4 separate regions of the Sus scrofa genome follow, and regions 2, 3 and 4 are each linked to region 1. Evidence: chromatin contacts called from public Hi-C data. All regions are on one chromosome and are shown on one strand. Each heading gives the region's core, a stretch centred on a gene start, on an enhancer-like site or on the middle of the called end of the contact. The rest is flanking DNA. Distances are from core to core; before and after follow the strand shown. Region 1 overlaps DCLK2 (serine/threonine-protein kinase DCLK2). Region 2 holds the start of LOC102165147 (formin-like protein 5). Region 3 has its middle 57 kb from the start of DCLK2. Region 4 has its middle 19 kb from the start of DCLK2.

Region 1 (3,680 bases), core at 1,147-3,646:
ATGTTGCTGTGGCTGTGGTATAGGCTTGCAGCTGTAGCTCCTATTGGACCCCTAGCCTGGGAACTTCCATATGCCATAGTTGCAGCCCTAAAAAACCAAAAAAAAAAAAAAAAAAAAGAGAGAGAGAGAGAGAGAAAATCTATCTCGAGGCCAGATTTATGGAGGCTTTTGAGAAGGCTAAGGTATTTGTAGATACTGGAATTTTTCTGGAGTTCCCACTGTGGCCCAGTAGAAACAAACCTGACTGGTATCCATGAGGACTCCAGTTTGATCCCTGGCCCTCCTCAGTGTCTTGAGGATCTGATGTTGCCGTGAACTGTGGTGTACCTTGCAGATGAGGCTTGGATCTTGTCTTACTGTGACTGTGGTGTAGGCTAGCGGCTACAGCTCCGATTGGATCCCTAGCCTGGGAATTTTCATATGTTGCAGGTGTGGCCCTAAAAACCAAAATGGTAATAATAATAATTCTTCCATGTCTTACTGAAATTAAAGACTCTTAAAACTTATGATTACCAAAGGAGAAATGTTCCAGGAGGAATAAATTAGGAGGTTGGGATTAACATATACACCCTACTATGTATAAAATAATCAACAGTGACCTACCACATAGCACAGGGAAATCTAGTCAGTCCTCTATAATAACTACCTGGGGAAGAATCTGAAAGGAATGAATATAAGTATATGTATAATTGATTCACTTTGCTGTACCCCTGAAACTAACACAACATTCTAAGTCAACTATACTCCAACAGAATTTTTAAAAAATTATGATCCCTTTAAAAAAAGAGTCTTCCATGTTTCATACTCTGATATTTATCCTGAGTATTTCTCAAATTCCCATCAGTTAGGAAGCCCTGAGCTTGGAAGTGGCCCTTCCTTCTCTTCCTGTCATTCTGCGTTCATTATCCCCTTGTTCTGGGTCCAGGCAGGACAGAAATCCAAATGCATATGGTCTTAGTTTCCTCAGGCTGTTGGAGTAAATTACCACAAATTTGATGGCTTACAACAGAAACTTATTTTCTCACAGTTCTGGGAGTAAAAGTCCCAAATCCATGCTGACCTATAGGGTTTTGGGGAGAATCTGTCCTTTGACTCTAAAGAGCTTCTGGTGGCTGAGTGTTCCTTGGCTTGTAGCCACATCACTGCAAGCTTTGCTCCATCTTCACTTCTCCTTCTCCTCTGTATGTTTATTTTTCCTCTTCTGTGTGTGAAATCCCACCCCCCCTCCCCCGCTTGGGTCTCATAAAAACACTTGTGATGGCATGCAGATAATCCACAGTTATCTCTTTTTCTCTCTCTCTCTCTTTTTTTTTTTTTTTTTTTTGTTTGTTTTGTTTTGTTCTTTTAGGTCTGCACCTGTGGCATATGGAGGTTCCAGCCACTGGCCTACAGCACAGCCACAGCAATACCAGATCCAAGCTGTGTCTGTGACCAACACCGAAACTCACGGCAATGCTGGATCCTTAACCCACTGAGCAAGGTCGGGAATCGAACCCAAGTCCTCATGGATGCTAGTCAGTTTTGTTAACCATTGAGCCACGAGAGGAAATCCCACAGTTATCTCTTCATTGCAGAATCTTTAATCACATCTCCAAAGATATTTTTTCCAAGTACAGTAATATTTACAAGTTCTAGGCATTATGACTTGCTAATGTTGTGTGGCTATTATTCAACCTGCTGCATTTGTCCACCACAGAAATCACATAGAGTGCTCTGAAGAGCTTCTCTCCCTCACTGTATTATCCTCAGCAGTATTCACTCCGCAATAGAGGTACCAGCTGTAAAGCCACTGTTGACCGAGAGCACAGTGTGTTTATGCCTCCACTTACTCAAGCACTTCAGAACAAACTGTGCTAGTTGCTGGAGAGCGAGGTCAACGGAAACCTCCACCACGGCAGGGTGACAGCCACGGTTGGAGCACGCTCAGGGGGCAATGAGAATAAAGGGGAGGGGTTCCTAATCCAGCCATGGTTGAGCCGGGGAGGCTACCACGAGGAGGTGAGATTTCATGAGATCCTGGGGAATAAGTAGAAGTTCACCAAGAAGAGGGGAAGGCAAGTTCTAAGGCAAAGCAAATTGCCTGTGCAAACACCTGGAGGTCTAGATGGGAGATTGGCCAAAGGGATAGAGCAGAGGGGATGGTGTATTCAGGCTGTTAAGAAGCCAGATGTAGGGGACTGGTGGTTGGCTGTGCCAGAGGGGGTGGGAAGGAGGGTGGGCGAGGAGCTCCCCTCTGCTCTGTGCAGCCAGGTTTCTTCCATGGGACAGAGGACACAGGAGGGAAGGCCTGGAGACAAGATGATTCGTCTGCTTTGGGAGAGTTGTTTATTCATCCCCTAATCCATTTCTCTCTGGCCCTGGCTGGCTGTCTCTCTCTTCTCTGCTAAAAACCACCATGGCCAAGGAGAAGGCAGTATCCTTTGCCAAGTCGGCCAGCCGTTTTCTCCTCTCTCACAAAACTAGGGCACACAGCCATGAAATGATTCATATGTAAATTATCTGGAGTTAGAATCATGAATCACTTAACATAAATAATGGTAAATGACTGAATAATGTAAGTTCAGTGCAGTTCAAGACAAAAGCGATGTTCACATCCGCATCGAGAAATGTTTTCCTGGAACACGTCATCTAGAGCATTTTTACATGTGAGAAACAAAGCTGACATATGTGTTGCTTAAGAAATAGGAAGATGCTGTTCATAAAGGTTTCGGGGCCCTGTTCCGTTTTGCTTCTGAGGATGGTTTAGTTTAAAAGGTGACTTTTTCCTTCAAAGGCATTTTTACCCGGCATCATCGCATGTTGGGAAACAAAGGCTAATAGCTCCCTTGTCCCAACAAAACCCTTCACTGTGTACGTGGAATGCGAGCCATGGTTGAGTAGCATACACTAAGCCAAGATAGTGAATAATGGTGGAGAAAATGCTGCGATACACATCTAACATTTGAAATGTAGCACTGCCCTGGTTGAACTTCCACAGTGTGTAGCCCAGAAGGCTCTCTGTTGTGTGTTTCAATGAAAAGATGACTTTGGGGAGTTCCCATCGTGGCACAGCAGAAACGAATCTGACTAGGAACCATAAGGCTGCAGGTTTGATCCCTGGCCTTGCTCAGTGGGTCAAGGATCCATCATTGCCATGAGCTGTGGTGTAGTTTGCAGATGTGGCTTGGATCCTGTGTTGCTGTGGCTGTGGTGTAGGCCAGCAGCCGTAGCTCCGATTAGACCCCTGGCCTGGGAACCTCCATATGCTGTAGTTGTGGCCCTAAAAAAAAAGCAAAAAAGAAAGAAAAAAAAGATGACTTTGGGGAGGTGTCGTCTCTCTATGGGGAAGACTCCTGTTTTAACTCCGTTTTGAGAGTTCTTGGCATACTGGTGATGGGGATTATTTTACATAGGTCAGTCTAAATGAGCATCCCAAATAGAGCCCCTGAATAGAGGGAACTTTATAGACTCTTCTAACTTTAGGGAAACGGGAAGGAGGGAGGAGGATTGTAGTGCAAGACCCATTTGGCTTAAAATCAAAGGCCTGAAGTTCCTGTTGTTGCTCAGTGGGTTAAGAACCTGACATAGTAGCTATGAGGATGTGGGTTCAATCCTTGACCACACTCAGTGGGTTGAGGATCCAGCACTGCCACAAGCTTCGGTGTAGGTTGCAGAGGCGGCTCGGATCTGGTGTTGCCATG
Region 2 (3,628 bases), core at 143-2,642, 140 kb before region 1:
CCAAAGGTTTCAGGGCACCTTAGCCACCTGTCAGATTAGAACCAAACTTCTTTTAATCTTTCCCTGATGGCAAAAATGGAAGTAACTAATATATTGCAAAGCCTTAGGAAAATAGGCTTTTACTGTTGACCAGGCACTATTAAACCAAGATTTCCAGTATGATGGGTGCTTACAAATGCCAGACCTATTACTTAATAAGAAGCTCAAATTGACTGCAATAAACATCACTTGAATGCGAGGGGGTGGGGGCAGGGATTGCCTGTTTCCTTTACTACGGCCTCCCCAGTGATGGACACAGAGCCCGGCACACTGAATGCTTTAATAAACATTTGTGGATTAAATAAATTCCTCAAAAACCAATAACTTCTGATCATTCAAAGTTACTGAATGTACTATGCTAGCGAATCTGCCATGGAAATTACTCTATCAAAGCATTTTTACATAACGCTCCAGATTTTTTTTTTTACAAGAAATTGCGTGCCTCGATTCAATGCCGTGGTTCGGATTCCTGCCCTAGGCCGGCCTTGGCTCCTCGTTTGGCGGCTGGCTGAGGGATGAAGTCCCTGCCCTTGAATCTCCTTCCTTTGTAGTTTTTGGCCTGCGCGGTTCCGCTTCCCAGGCGGAGAAGCGCGGGCCGCGGCTGCGCCCATCAGTGCGCAGCGCGGGTTTGTGGCTGTCAGGCGGGCGGGGCAGCCTAGGACCCAGGAGGAGCCGCTCCTCTCCCGCTGCAGAGCCTCCGCGCAGACCCGTCCGGCCCCCTCCTCCCCGCTCACCTCCGCCCTCCGGGGTTTGGCAGCCCTGGGGCGGGGGAGGGGGCAGGAAGCCTCCTCCAGCCCTGACAGCCGGCCCGGCAGGCTGCGTGGTCGGGCCCGGGCACCGATGCTCGCGGGCGGGCTGGGCCGGCCGGCGGCAGGGGCGGCGGGCTGCGTGATTCCCCGCTAGGGCCGGTCTGTGGGAGGGACGCGCCCCTCGGGCAGGGCCAGGGGGCCAGCGAGGCGGCGGCGGCGGCGGCGGCGCAGCATCCCGGGCCTCCCGCCGGGCGCTTGGGCGGGCGGGGGCCGGGCCGACGCCCCCGCGGGCCCGCGGCGCCTCCTCAGCCCCTCCTTCCCTTCCTTCCCCCGGGCTCTCCCGGGAGTCGCAGGCGGACGCGAGCAGCGGTGGGCGCCCGAGCTTTGTGTGCGGCGGCGGCTGGCCCGGGGCGAGCCTCGGGTTGCCCAACTTGGCGGCGGCGGCCGGCCGGCTCCGGGGCGGGAGTGGTGAGGCGTGGCCGGGAGGAGGAGGAGGCGCTAGGGGGGGCGTGGAGGGATCGAGCGGGGCGCGCCGGACAATGAGCTGGGCGGCTCGGCGCTGCGGCCACTTTTAGGGGGGGGCGCGGGCAGGCCGGCGCCTCATCCGCTCCACCTGCAAGGAGAGGGCGGGATGCCAGAGCCAGGTGTCCCGGCGCTCTAAGGCCCCTTGCAGCCTGACGTTCCTGAACCGGTTCTCACCTTGACACCGGGCTACCTGGCGGATTTGACTGGGACGTGTTTGGTGTGGCGGCCTCGGAGCAGCCACGATGGCCAGCACCAGGAGTATTGAACTGGAGCACTTTGAGGAACGGGACAAAAGGCCCCGGCCGGGATCGCGGAGAGGGGCGCCCAGCTCCTCCGGGGGCAGCAGCAGCTCGGGCCCCAAGGGGAACGGGCTCATTCCCAGCCCGGCGCACAGTGCCCACTGCAGCTTCTACCGCACGCGGACCCTGCAGGCCCTGAGCTCCGAGAAGAAGGCCAAGAAGGCGCGCTTCTACCGGAATGGGGACCGCTACTTCAAGGGCCTGGTGTTTGCCATCTCGAGCGACCGCTTCCGGTCCTTCGATGCGCTGCTCATGGAGCTCACCCGTTCCCTGTCGGACAACGTGAACCTGCCCCAGGGAGTCCGCACTATCTACACCATCGACGGCAGCCGGAAGGTCACCAGCCTGGACGAGCTGCTGGAAGGTAGGAGGGGAGGGCCGGGAGCGGCAGGTGCGGCGGCGACCGGCAGGTGCACCCGCCCGCCCAGGCTGGGGAGCCTGTGGGGATTCTAAGAGGCCGCGGGAATTGTGTGCTAATGTCTGCTTTCCTGCAGGCTGTAGGTGTGGGGCTCGCTTCCGCACATACCCAGGCGGTCCTTCCCAAAAGATGTGCCTTTAAAAGAAAGAAAGAAAGGAAAAAAAAAAATCTTAAAGGGCTTTGATGACATCTCTTTCATCTCTTTAGATTGGTGAACTTGTTTTTGTGCTTTTTTTTTTTTTTTTTTTTGAAGTGCAAACTCTTTGTGACAGTGGCTCTTGTGTAAGGATCTGGGTAACCCTCTAATAAGCTGTCTGTTCAGCCCTCTGTGTGGACCTCAGTGCAGGCACCTGTGGTGTTTCAGGACCCTGCTGACCGTCTCTACTAAGAAACTGTGGTTGTAGAATACCCTAGTTTGGCTTTCCTGGTTTGGCTTGCAGCAGAAGTTCCATGAGGTCCAGAGGGCTGTTCCTAAAACCAGTTCTCAACTTTGGTTGCATCTTGGATCACTGGGGACTTTAAGACATCTGGGTGCCTGGGCCAGACGCCCAGGCATTTGGATGTCATTGGCTTGGGGTGTGGCCTTTGGGCATCTAGAGTTTTAAAAGCTCCTCAGGTGATTTGAATGTACCACAAAGATTGAGAACCACTGTGCTGAATTTGGTTGATGATGAGGTGAACCAAGGTCAGTCTCTCCTGCTTGCTCCCCTACTGATAGTAGCTAGTTGGGGCCTCTTATAAACTAGAGGGCAACTATAGTGGCAACCATGCTTCACTCAGAGGGATTGCTTGGCTGGATGATGTGTCATCCTTGAATTCTTCTTTCCCGTCAGAGAGAAAGCGTTGTTAGTAGTAAAGGATCTATATCCAGATCTGAATGCCACCCGTAAGAATTAGAGCCCAAGTATGTGCTGATTTTGTTTTTACATATTGTCTGCTCTCATGCATCCTTTGTAATGCAGATGGTGTGTTCCAGGTAGTCATAACAGCACTGGCTTGGTAGGGAAAAGAAACAACTTGCAGCCAAGTATTTTCTTACATTAGTTCATCCTGTTCATATATTCTGAAGGCTTTAGGTCCATTTTACACATTAGAAAACTTAAGCAACATGCTGTGTCCCACAGGACCTGCAGCATATGCCCTTTCCTCCACAATTCACTTTTAAGACAGAGACGTAACCACACTGTGGAGTCCCGAAAGTGGCTGAGTTTCTGTTTAGTCACTGTTACCAAAAGTTTCCCCTGTCCATGCTAGATGAAGACCTAGCCAAAATGGTTGTGCGCTTGTGTGTGTGTGTGTGTGTGTGTGTGTGTGTGTGAGTGAGACTTCACAAATTGTCTTGCTCACTTGAGAGTTTTGGTTTTAAACACTTCCTGAGGAGGTGATGACAACCAGAGGAATATAAATAGAGATACATTGCTAAAAGGACTTTATCCTATTGCATATTGAAAAGCAACATTTGCCTAGATATTTCAACCTGAGTTAACAAATTTTCCGACTGACCCAAGGCTAGGTTAGTGGAAGGATCATGGCAATGCCTTTTGCTTTAACACTCATTACTCACAAGCCTTTGGGTTGTTTTGCCTGGTGTGGTCTAA
Region 3 (3,144 bases), core at 11-2,510, 200 kb before region 1:
AAATATTACTCTGGGCTCATAACAAGTGACATTTCCTCTAACTGAAACATTCTTTTTTCTTTGCCTAGGGAAAGTCTACTCATCCGTTACAGCTCAGTTAAAAGATTGCCTAGTACTGTAAAGAATTCCTGCCAAGGTATGAGCATTCCCTGTGGTGGTATTAGTTTAACCGTTTGGTAGATGAGGAAACGGAGGCTTAGGAAGCTAAGTGATCAGCCCAGGTTCGGAGGGAGAAGTAGAATTCAAGCCCTGGGATAATCATGCTGAATCCTGTGAGGGAACCTGTGGGGACATGCTGAATGAGAAAGACCTAGTCAGTTCAATTCAAGCCTTCATTAAGAATCTGTGCTCTGGAGTTCCCGTCGTGGCGCAGTGGTTAACGAATCCGACTAGGAACCATGAGGTTGTGGGTTCGGTCCCTGCCCTTGCTCAGTGGGTTAAACGATCCGGCGTTGCCGTGAGCTGTGGTGTAGGTTGCAGACGCGGCTCGGATCCCGCGTTGCTGTGGCTCTGGCGTAGGCCGGTGGTTACAGCTCCGATTGGACCCCTAGCCTGGGAACCTCCATATGCCGCGGGAGTGGCCCAAGAAATAGCAACAACAACAACAACAAAAGACAAAATAATAATAATAATAATTAAAAAAAAAAAAAGAATCTGTGCTCTCTTGTATGTGACCATGTGCTTGAAGATGATTGAACAGGGATAAAATACAGAGAATTATGAGAAACAAAAGTATCTGACATAACTGGCTCAGAGATATGATTTTATTGCACAGGTCTGAGATGAAGGAGCAGTGTTTTACATCTTTATTTTTTTTAATCAGGTGTGTACCAAAGCCCAATAAAGTCCTTTCCTGCAATAATCAAGATGCCTAAGTCTGTTATAACCTAAAATAAATGCATTGATGATGTATATCAAATAGCCTGCCACATAATGGGTGCCTAGTAAATATGGAATAAATAATCTACATGGGTTACCATTTATTTCATGGTCAGACTCAATTTCAGGCTACAGACTCTACCTAACACTCTCATGGAAACAATTTCTTTGATATCCATAATGTCAGATAGTTAAGGTAGTGTGAAGGCCCCCTTTTAGAAATCACCTAGTCAATTACTATTGAACCCTCAAAGGCACAGAGAAACAATGCAATTTTCCCACACAAGGCATGTTTCAGAGCAGATAACTCATGCACAGTGTTATTTAAATTCCTTAGGCACGCCCAGTGTAAGCAGAGACTGTGTGAAAAACTCAGTTATCTATTTAGTCATCTGGGAAAGATGAGTCAGGGCAGTTATAAAATGTCAGACATTCCAGCCAGTATAGTAAAGCACAATCTAACTTCCCCTACAGTGGAAAAAAAAAAAAAAAAATCAGGGCATTGGTATGTAAAGTACATCTCCCAACTCACAGACACGTCTGAGGACATACAAACTCAACAGAAGACTGCAGAGCTCTTTACACAGTGGACCAATTAAGGGCGTGGGATTATCCTTACAAAAGGATAATGGTGACCACAGAGGCACTGGATCAATGCAGCATAAAAGGCAAGACTGTAGAGGTGGTCGTAGAACTTCTTGACCCAGCTGAAAATGGCAGTGATTTCTTTATTGGCCTTCTGGTCTACAGATGACACAGATTCTAAGCAGTAAGCAATGGAGAAGTGAATGCCCTCTCACATTTGGTGTCTTAGCACTGCTGTAACCCATCAGGAGGACAGCGCTAATAAGAAACAGGCTTAGCTCATCATAACGTAGCATCTTTGACTCCGAAACCAATAATATCTGGCGATGAGGAAGGATGCCCTTCTCTCAGAAGTTCAATCCCATAGAGGTTCTTTGAAGAGTAAGTGACAAAATGGCAGCCTTTGAAGGGAAGGAAAAAATTTTACAAACCAAGCAAATATTTGAAAGCTTTTCTTTTTTGAGAAAGTGTCATGGGTTGTACATGTTCTTTCTTGAGTAGGGTGAAGTCATTTCTACAGTTGCCCGAGAAGCACATTTCCTTTCATCACTTTACTGAAATGAGAACGTTCTGTGAGTTCATCTGCTGCTGATACCCATTCATGTTTATATCACAAACAAAATTAGAAATAATTCTTAGGGGAGTTCCCATCATGGCTCAACGGTAACAAAACCGACTGGGATCCATGGGGATATGAGTTTGATCCCTGGCCTCACTCAGTGGGTTAAGGATCCAGCATTGCTGTGAGCTGTGGTGTAGGTCATAGACATGGCTTGGATCCCACATTGCTGTGGCTGTGGTTTAGGCTGGCAACCATAGCTCCAATTTGACCCCTAGCCTGGGAACTTCCATATGTTGCAGGTGCTGCCCTAAAAAGACCAAAAAAAAAAAAAAAAAAAAAAAAAAAAAGAAAGAAAGAAAAAAGAAAAAAAATAATTCTTAGAATTCTAGAATCTACAATCTGATTTTAATACACACACACAGAGAGACTATCCCAGGTATAACATAAATCTCTGGTGTTTGACTCCAAAAGCCCCTTGTTGAACAATTTCTTTAGGTTTGGTTGCCTTGTTGATAAGCCATAAAGTTAGGTTTTACAAAGGCCTCCACCTCACAGGGTGAAAATGTCAAAATTTATTGACAGCAGCCTTAAGTAGGGGTGCTTTTTAAGTGCGGTATTCAAGCCCAGTCTTAGCTTATGTGACTTTGGTATCAGCATAATTGATACAGCTCCCCAGGCTTGTGAAATGGGATGGGAAACATATGCCCATAGGTTGAGGATCTTATCTTGACATGATACTGAACTTTACTGTACTTCAGTTTCTTCATGTATAAAAATGGAGGTAATAAAAGCACTACCATCCCTGAAAAATGCTTAGAACAATTGCTGGTATATCGTAAATGTTCAATAAATGGTGACCATTATATTTTTTCTTTCTTTTTTTTTTGTTTTTTGTTTTTTGTTTTTGTTTTGTCTTTTTTTTAGGGCTACACCCGAAGCATATGGAAGTTCCCAGCCTAGGGGTTGAATTGGAGCTGCAGTCACCACCCTATACCACAGTCGTAACAACACAGGATCTGAGCTTCATCTGGGACCTACACCACAGCTCATGGCAACATTGGACCCTTAATCCACTAAGCAAGACCAGTGATCAAACCCGTGTCCTCATGGATACTAGA
Region 4 (3,264 bases), core at 716-3,215, 160 kb before region 1:
AAGATTTTACCCATGGTGTTAAAAATCACAAAGTGCTAGGAAAAAATAGGAAAAGCAACTCTCCATCTCACTCAGCGGGCCCCTGGAGTGAGATTCTGCTGACTCTTCCTTGCTGGGACAGCCTGAAGCCACCAAGAAAGAGATGCAACAGAGTATGAGATGCAAAAGAGAATGAGTTAATGAGCTGCCACCAATTACTACTTTGAAAGAAAACCTCTATCCTTGAGGCCTTATTTGTAAAAAGGATTTTTAAGTGGACTCAAGGAATACAGCTTTTGCCTCCCCCCAAAAGAAAAACCTGTAGAAAAAACAGAATACCATGGTCTGCTGTGGGTGGTGATGATGTTTATGGACCATTATCTCCAAGGTCAGTCTCCCTGCCCCCTCCTAGGACATTGGGACATGGATGGAGGCCCAGGGTATCAGCCCCTTAGCGGCTCCATCTCATCTTTGATCCCACACAGTCTCTGCTGCAATATTCTGCAATATTAGGTGCCCACTGAATAATGTGTAAATATCTTACATGAACAACGCACAGCACAGAGCCATGAGATGAGGTTCAGGAGTGATTCAAGGGTCTGGGTATCAGGGATGGCACACATCACTGGGTTCATTTTTAAGCTGGAGAAGTCAGGAGAATACCCATGCTTTTTGCATAACTAAATCTGATCTTCACCATGACCTGGTAACTTTGGTTCACCATGGATTCCCCTGGTTCTAAAAGTGCCTGGCACACAACAGACCGTTATAATAAATTTCCTTTGAAAGGATTTGTTTGACTCCTCCTCTAACACGTATTGGCTGGATTACATGGCCCACTGGGAAGGCAGATCGCTCTGCCCCTTCACTTTGCTCCTTCAGCATGTAGGGAACTAAAACTCAGAGAAGTCTGATACTTGCCCAAGCTCTGAGGCTAGGAAGGGATCCAGTTACGTGTTATACTCCTAATCCTTGCTCTACATCATGCTGAGAAGCTATTTCCATTGAGGAAACAAAATTTTGTCTCTTCGGCATAACATTTGCGTCTGGCCAATGGCAATCAGGTGATCAGCAGCAGATCCAGAAACTCTCCTCTCACCAAAGAATGAAAATGTTGCATTTTTCCTGGGTTAGGCTGGCAGAAGAACTGTATATCTGATGACTCATGCCCCACATAGAAATGTAAATGGGTAGGTTAGGCCCAGGATACGCACACCCCCAGGTTTGCTTGGCTCCGTTTGCCTGCTCCATGAAGAGTCCCCAGCCACTGCCACACATTTCCAAACTCCTAGAGCTTTTCCAGAATCCTCCTGAGGGAGGACCAGGCTTAGCCACAATCTCCATTACACCCATAATGGCAGGGTCTACAGCAGCGCTGGCACCCAGGCCTAACCTGCCTGGATCCACAGATGTTCTGCTCTTGGGAAAGTACAGTACCTGCACTGGCGCAATCTGCCTTCCCAGGGGGCCATGCAATTCAGCCAATACGTGTTAGAGGAGGAGTCAAAGAATCTGTTCAAAGGAAATTTATTATAAGGGTCTGTTGTGTGCCAGGCACTTTTAGAACCAGGGGAATCCACAGCAAACCAAAATTTCAGCTTTTAAGAAGCTCATCTTTTCTTGAGGAACCTCAGATTGTCTGACTTGGAGCCTGTGCTTCTACAATACATTGTCAATTCCAATGAACCCCCTAATGCATGCATGTTCTAACTGTCATTGCTATATTTGATAAGAAAAAAGAAACTAAATACATAGGGATCCATTATAACAAAAATATCCCCAAATGCCGAATCTCTAAGAGTTCTACTACTACTACTATATCCCTAAATAACATTGGAAGGTGTGTTGGGTGTGATTCAATCAGGAAACAGAAAGTGCTCTTCATGTTTCAAACTGAAAAGTACATGGGATTAGGTGCTAATAAAATGCCTGGCAGAGCTTGGTCTCTAGAAATGAATCGTAAAACCATTCCTTAGAAATGACTCACTGGGAAGCTGCTCCTCTGAGGCTACTGTCTGAACAACTGAGCTCAAGAACATATGGTCATAACAGTAGTGGAGAAGTTAGGAAGTGGGAATGGAGAATCTCATTCAGCTTCCTCTCCAGAGCTAATTCCTCTCAAGACATAGAAAGCTGGATGATGCACATGGTAGCATCACTAGGAGAAAACTCCACATTTCATGACCTTGTTTGCCAGCAGAATAAGGCAAACATCAAGAAAAACACCTCACTTTACTTCTACCTCCCAAATCTCATGCAAGTGTACGCAATTGGAGGAACCTAGCATGGGGAATGAAATTTTCAACATTCTGAGCTCTGCAGTAGAGGAATACACACTAGAAGAATGATTAAATAAAAACGAATTAGCCAGCCCACAACAGCCACGACACAGAAGGAAGACTGAGTTTATCACATTGAATGATCACTGTGGAATTACTAGTCAAGTCACATTTTCAACTTAGCACCTAGTATAACATCTGACACATAGTAGATGCTCAACAAAATTTAGTAAATAAAAGAATGAATCAATGAATAAACACATTGGGGATGTCACACACAAAAAAGAACTGTAATGGCTTTTTTCTTTTATTCTTCCTCTTTTTTTTTTTTTTTTTTTTGTCTTTTTGTCTTTTTAGGACCACACCCTCAGCATATGGAGGTTTCCAGGCTAGGGTTCTCATTGGAGCTATAGCTGCTGGCCTACACCACAGCCACAGCAATGCCAGATCTGAGCTCTATCTGCGACCTATACCATAGCTCATGGCACAGTCGGAGCCTTAACCCACTGAGTGAGGCCATGGATGGAACCAGCAACCTCATGGTTCCTAGGCAGATTTGTTTCCGCTGTGCCACGATGGGAACTCCCTATTCTTTTTTTTTTTTTTTTTTTTTTAATTAAGCCTAAAGGATGTTTGTGAACATCCTTGTGACGATTGTTTGTTCACTTATTTCAAATACAAACTGAAACATTCTTGATTGTCTCATTTCCCTTTTCTGTTTATCTAAGGAACTTTTAGAAAGCTCAGGAAGTCAAATAAAATTTAAAAGCTAGGAATCTAGATGTGTCTCCTTTCTTTTGCTGGACAATGAGTTTCCCTTTCAGACTTTCGTGGCTGCTATTGCTAAACGTTTCCTCCAAGGAGAAGTCTTCCTATTTTATTTTAGAAACTGAAGGCTGCAAACAGAGAAGGCTTTTGAAAATTGGAATCTCAAAAGGGAACTTCTGGGCAATGGCTCTTTATTTAGAACAGGATAGCAGCAATGTTGAGAAGATCATAAGAACAC

The links. Hi-C and Micro-C count contacts between places; a contact is called where the count stands out from the background.
Region 2: a Hi-C map of embryonic fibroblasts shows a contact between it and region 1, with 1.7 times the contacts expected there. The contact joins the promoter of LOC102165147 here to the enhancer-like site in region 1. A contact is called at or near these places in 5 of 47 Hi-C or Micro-C datasets (alveolar macrophages, embryonic fibroblasts, epiblast stem cells and 2 more).
Region 3: a Hi-C map of embryonic fibroblasts shows a contact between it and region 1, with 2.7 times the contacts expected there. The contact joins two enhancer-like sites. A contact is called at or near these places in 18 of 47 Hi-C or Micro-C datasets (alveolar macrophages, brain, embryonic fibroblasts and 11 more) and 1 of 2 datasets of contacts at active chromatin or transcription factors (skeletal muscle).
Region 4: a Hi-C map of embryonic fibroblasts shows a contact between it and region 1, with 3 times the contacts expected there. The contact joins two enhancer-like sites. A contact is called at or near these places in 3 of 47 Hi-C or Micro-C datasets (embryonic fibroblasts and epiblast stem cells).

The regions. Positions count from the first base shown.
Region 1 is chr8:78,711,922-78,715,601 of Sscrofa11.1, reverse strand. The region is part of intron 9 of DCLK2 (serine/threonine-protein kinase DCLK2); the gene reads left to right. Among named protein-coding and RNA genes, the nearest start is that of DCLK2, 140 kb to the left of the region's middle. Within about 2 kb of position 2,396, at least 11 of the 83 cell types and tissues checked have an H3K27ac peak or open chromatin away from gene starts, as enhancers often do. A contact at or near this core is called in embryonic fibroblasts, where this site is marked.
Region 2 is chr8:78,852,544-78,856,171 of Sscrofa11.1, reverse strand. It overlaps LOC102165147 (formin-like protein 5), which reads right to left and starts at 1,392. Exons shown (of 2, transcript XM_005666833.2): 1 at 1,374-1,392; 2 at 514-1,286. The coding sequence starts at 1,392. The coding sequence ends at 514. DCLK2 (serine/threonine-protein kinase DCLK2) reads left to right here and starts at 1,263. Exons shown (of 17, transcript XM_021100647.1): 1 at 1,263-1,976. The coding sequence starts at 1,556.
Region 3 is chr8:78,910,312-78,913,455 of Sscrofa11.1, reverse strand. No RefSeq gene overlaps it. Among named protein-coding and RNA genes, the nearest start is that of DCLK2, 57 kb to the right of the region's middle. Within about 2 kb of position 1,260, at least 9 of the 83 cell types and tissues checked have an H3K27ac peak or open chromatin away from gene starts, as enhancers often do. A contact at or near this core is called in embryonic fibroblasts, where this site is marked.
Region 4 is chr8:78,872,747-78,876,010 of Sscrofa11.1, reverse strand. No RefSeq gene overlaps it. Among named protein-coding and RNA genes, the nearest start is that of DCLK2, 19 kb to the right of the region's middle. Within about 2 kb of position 1,965, at least 2 of the 83 cell types and tissues checked have an H3K27ac peak or open chromatin away from gene starts, as enhancers often do. A contact at or near this core is called in embryonic fibroblasts, where this site is marked.